Linked DNA regions of Anas platyrhynchos: region 2 is linked to region 1. The links are chromatin contacts, called in public Hi-C maps. All regions are on one chromosome and are shown on one strand. The core of a region is the stretch at or near the end of the contact, and the rest is flanking DNA. Distances in the headings are between cores, read along the strand shown.

Evidence for each region. Hi-C and Micro-C count contacts between places; a contact is called where the count stands out from the background.
Region 2: a contact with region 1 is called in a Hi-C map of skeletal muscle, with 1.9 times the contacts expected there. The contact joins two enhancer-like sites. A contact is called at or near these places in 2 of 8 Hi-C or Micro-C datasets (skeletal muscle and subcutaneous adipose tissue).

The regions. Positions count from the first base shown.
Region 1 is chr7:26,279,201-26,281,900 of IASCAAS_PekinDuck_T2T, reverse strand. No RefSeq gene overlaps it. Among named protein-coding and RNA genes, the nearest start is that of CD28, 18 kb to the left of the region's middle. Within about 2 kb of position 1,275, at least 6 of the 8 cell types and tissues checked have an H3K27ac peak or open chromatin away from gene starts, as enhancers often do.
Region 2 is chr7:26,314,203-26,316,902 of IASCAAS_PekinDuck_T2T, reverse strand. No RefSeq gene overlaps it. Among named protein-coding and RNA genes, the nearest start is that of CD28, 17 kb to the right of the region's middle. Within about 2 kb of position 1,287, at least 6 of the 8 cell types and tissues checked have an H3K27ac peak or open chromatin away from gene starts, as enhancers often do.

The sequences.
Region 1 (2,700 bases), core at 26-2,525:
GCATTCTCACTGTAGCCTCATCATTATCAGACAGCAAAGCAATCCTGCATATATATTTATTTTCTTGTAAATATTGATTGAAGTAAGAAAGGTCCAGGTCAAAAAACATGCACTAACAGCATCCTGAAACCTGCACTCCATGTCCAAAATCCTTTCCCAGCTGGGAACAAGAATGAATTTGCAGCCCTACTCCAGCAGCAGCAAGGAGAAAACAAATTTGCTGTTTATACTACAGTTACTATTACTATGTGTTGCCCCAGGTAATTATCTTTTCCTGTCTATGTATATGCTATTTTAGGTATATACTTACAAAATCTAAGGCAAGCATCGCTCAGATCTTTGACTTGTTGATGCTGCGTGGCTTTCAACTTCTTGAATGTTTAAGGGAAGAAGAATGAGTTTGTGGTTAAAGTACAAGTCTAGGAGTCAAGAGGTCTGGATTCTATTTCTGTGCTGTGCCACAGACTTCCTGTACGCCCTTGAACCACTCACGTGACCTCTTTGCGTTTTTATACACCATCTACTAAATGGGGAATAATAGTTGCTTCATACACGCTGCTGCTGTGAGGCTTAATTCATGCTTCTCTGAAAGTGTTTCAGGTTCCTCAGCAGAAAAGCACTTCAGAAATAAGGCCTCATCTCAGTTTTAATATTGTCTGAGCTGTCTAGCTTAAATGTAACCTCACCCAAAGGGAATGGTATTTGTAAATGTCATCCTTATAATGAAAAATCTGTTCTCCTTTTTCTGTCCCCCATGCCTTCTTCACTTCCTCCTCTTCCAACAAGCTGCCGCACTGTTAAATACCTCCTCATCCCCTGGGATACCCAGCTGGTCACTGACCTGGCTTTGGGGTTTGTTTTATGTGGAGATGTGCATGCACTTTATGTTGCAATGTTCTTTTCTCTGTCTATAAGCAGACAGAAGGATCTGCAGAAAGCCCAGAGCATATCTGTGTTTGATTTAAACAGGCATTCGGAACAAGCTGAGCATTTCAGGGAAAGGATCAGCCCTTACTTTTGTTTAAAACAAAGGGATTTCCAGACTCTGACATTTCTGAGGACTTGGGGCTTTTTAATAATCTCTTGAGGGTTTCTGGAGGTGCAGAGCTGAGATGCTATGCTGTTGTTTGACATGAGTGTTTCAGTTAATGAATGATTACTGAATGAACCACTACGGCATCAGCATTATACAAAACTTACACTGTTTTCATATGTGAATGAGACAAGAATGCTGTGTGGGAGCTGGATGTGTTGTCTGGGCTTGATAACTAACCGAAAGTTTTTATTATTCATATAACTGTTTAATTAGTGCTGTCTTTATGCTAAGGCCAGCTCAGGCAAAGTGTGACCTTGCCCGAAACCAGCAATATCGGCAGTATGAGGGAGGGGAAGGCCTTTGTACCAGGGCACAGGGCACCCCGATTACTCTGGACTACTTGTGCAGCCCAGAGGCCCCCTAACAGTGAAGGAAAAGCTGAAGTAGTCCCTATGTAATTGCGTGCTTGTTCCCCCTGAGCCCCAGTGTACATGGCTTCTGTTTCATCTGCACAGGTCCTGAGGTCAGTGCTTTAAGAAGCCAGCTTGAAACACTCAGAGCCATCAACTCCAAGGATCTGGCTGCAGAAGGGCGAGGACACAAGAAGCCAGGATTAAGGGAGGACACAAGCTTGCTAGGGGGGTGCCGAGGTGTTCCAGGCTCAGGGTCCCATTATCCCCTGTGTGACAAGCATCAGCTGCCACATTGGGGTGGGCCAGTTACCAAGTGGGGAACCTTTACTTGTTGCCCATCTCCTCCGTTTCCCTGTTACTTAACAACCAGAGGGGGTGAGGCACTTGGATGGTGCCTGCTGTGGATATTAGCTGGCAGGGCTGCTGCCCTCCAATCACTCAGTGTTGTCAGGGAGTGCAGGGCTCCTTTATCAGTAACTTCAGGAAGTTGCATTAAGCAATGGGGGGTTTATTGTAAGGCCAAATGGATAAATTCATGGTATTTGGCCTGCCATAAATTTTCTCACACCGAACCTTTTCAGTTCCTGGTTGGTGTTCTCCTTAGGGCTAAAGCATGGAGCTCTCAAAATGACAGAGTCAGGAAACCCTGGGAAAGCACTGATATTGCAAAAACTGTGTGTCCCTCCTACACCTTCAGTGCATTCTCCTCATTACCACAAACTGTCCCCAGGAACACTTGATCTGAATTAACTACTGCAGTATTTTAAAGATCTCTTCAGGCCATTTCCTGCCCTCCCCACGCTCCCTTACTTGGGCATATATCCCAGTGGAGGTTCTTGGGAGTTTTCCTTGAGATATCTGTTCTCATTTCCATTTCTACTTGCTTCTTTTCATCCAGTGTTTTGCTCCTCTCCACCGGCTATTCCTTATTCTTGCACTGCTGCTTAGTGCCAAGTGAGGAGAGGAAATGACTAGATGATACAAAAGGGAGGAGAAAGAAACTGGACAGAAAGGAATAATAGGGACCAGGAGTAATAGGAAAGACTGGAAACCTGATCAAAATTTGTTTCCTAATGCCTCTCAGCAACACTGGACACAGTGAGCTGGGTGACTGTGCTGTAACTAGAGTTCAGCTATCCAATTTTTGTTTCACAAAACACATACCTTTTGCTTGTATATGTAATTACCAGGCCAAAGCTAACTTAATTGAGTGCAATGGAAAAGACAATCTTTTGATTGCCTTTGGCAACT
Region 2 (2,700 bases), core at 38-2,537, 35 kb before region 1:
CACAGCAGATAAATCCCCATAGTTCAGCAGATGGGAAGTGAGGGAGGGAAAATCAAATTCCGTGCCGTGGGAGCCAGGCTATCTTAGTGATTTGCAAATGACCTCGATGCTCTGCAGGCTTTCTGGGCTCTTGATGTTGCTCAAGTCCCTCCGTCTCCCACTCTCTTGAACTCTCTCAGCATAGCAAAGCTAAGGAAATCCAGAAGACTAAATTCAGTGCTGCAGATTAGTGACAGGAAGGAAATTGGATATGCATGAATTAAACAAGACCATGTGCCTTCTCTGATCTGCAGATGTTTTTTCTCTCAGAAATGCAACTTCTTTTTTTGCAGGTGACACCCACACATCTCCTTCACTTACTGGCGATGATAATAAAGGAGATAAACAACTGGAGCTCGTGCAGTTAGACTTAATCTTTGTATGTCATCGTCACCAAGCAAAGCCACAGCAATAGGAAAACAGAGCTGTTTTGTGCTGCTCGCTTCTAACTGACATTTCCTCACAGACCAAGTCGCTCATGTAACCTGTGGACTCTTTGAACTTCATCTTGTGCTTGCTACCTTTCACAGTGTGTTGGCATTGCCGTGCAGTGCAGAGCTGCAGTAGATACATCCTGTGCTTATATCCTGGTTCTCAGTTTGCCTCTCTGCCTCAGTGGTTTGAAATCAGATTGCAGAACTACAACAGAAATGCCTTCATAACAAGGAAAAAAAAAAAAGAGTAACAAGATAGGAATACTCTGATTTTAAAACCTTATACTGCAAGTGGAATGTGGGATTTGTAAGTAACAGATCCTTTAGTTAAGAAAGGAGATAAGGCAGAAATAAATGTATTAAAAAAATCCTTTTTTAGTTAAAGGTATATGCATAGTTAGTTTGATTTTAATAATCTCAGGAAATAACCACAGATTCTCCATCCTTCCAAGGACTGCTTTTATTGGAAATTCACTGGAGCTTCAGTCCAAACTAATGCATTTCTCTAGCTGCTGGAGACAAGCCCTGGAGTCACTTAACTCCACTTTTCCTGCAGTCTGCCATTCAGCTGTCCTGCCTTCCCAGCCTGCTGTGGTTTATTTGGCCACTGCCCTATGAATATAATTTGCTGCCTTTGTCTCGAAAGTTTCCTGGGATTCAAATGTGTGCCCAAGCCTGCTCGCAGGACCCAAACAGTGCGGTTAATTCCTCATTGGTGCAGAGCAGCCTGTGCACTAAAAAGTACTTCTTGAGGCAAGAAGGACCAGGGTGTTTTTAATGCTGTTATTTCTAGTATGTGGCCAGGGAGAGGCAGAAGTCTGCTTTGCGTAGTGCATCCTGCAGCTGGTTTGTTCATTGCTGATCCCTGCGGGACTCTTCCAGAGTTCCACTGAAGCGGTTTTAGGGTGGTTTCTCCATTAACCCCTTCTTGCTTCTCCCACCTTTAGTGGTGGGTTGCTCCATCACAGGGCTGGACTTGAAATTAGTGTCAACTGTGTGTGTCTGCAGCAGGGACAGTGGTCATTCCTTTCTGTCCGTGGCTGTATCTTCGCAGCGTCATCCTTAATTCTTGTTGTTAAGAGAAAACATTGGCATCACCTCAGCATGCTGCTAATGAGAAAAAGACCTAGCTGGGATAATGCTCCCAAAGCTGACATTCTGCCCTGGACTTCAGCCTCTGTCTTTGTGCATCAGCAGCGGATGAGCTGTGCAAAGAGAGCAATGATTTCAATTCTCCAGCCAGTTTTGACTTGGCTGGGAAAGGCTGAGAAGCCCACAAAGAAATGCAAGCAGCCTACTTCATCATTTTCACAAGCCAAAAAAAAAAAAAAAAAAAATCAGCTCTCATCTTGACCACTGGTGTTTGAAGATTAAAGTAGCCCGAGGGCTGTCACAGGCAGCAAGCATAGCAGGAAAATGAGTTCATTCTGACTCACAACAGAGTGATCTAATTTAACGGGGCACTGACAAGGCCGTCGGGCATTAAGTTAGCTATTATCCTCCTCCGGCTGGCCTGGGTGCATTGTCCAAGCCTTCACCTCCTTCCCTCTGTGGCTGTGGCTGGTTGCAATTTGCAGCCACGTTGCCCTCCCTCGCCCCGCGTGGCCACACGTGCCGGCCAGCGTGGGCTCAGCCGGCCGCGGGCGCCTGAGGGCAGAGTTAGGGCCACGGCCGTGTCCTGCTGCCACCCTCTGTCTGAGGGGCTTGGGCTCACTCACGCTCTGGACCTGCAGCATCTGTGCAAGAAGGGAGCCTCTTTGTGTGTGTGTGCTGGGAGCAGAGGGCACGGCTCCTGCGGGCAGGACAAAATGCCCTCGGGGTGATGGAGCCGCTTTGCTCGCAGCAGGGGGCAGAAGCGAGGCTGGGTGGGAAAGCTTCCAGCTGGCTGTTCTGCCTTGGATTGCTGAATTTGGCAACCTGACCTCTTCGGTTAAGGTCCTTCAGTATGTTGTAGCTTCTGTAGCTTCTTTATTTGAGAGCAAAAGGGTTTTGCAAAAAGGCCATTTAATCCTCCTACCAGATTGAAACCACTACGTTGATTTCCACACCACCTCACTGTTACACGTTGCTTGTTTGCACCTTCATTTTTGCTGGTTAGAGAGTGATACTTCTGGACTGAAAAAGAGGGGTTGTTCCAGTCCATGAGAACATTTCAGCCTGATCCAGAATAGTTCCCCTGAAGGAACAAAAAACCCAGTGAGGGAAAGGAATGATGTGGCTACAGAAT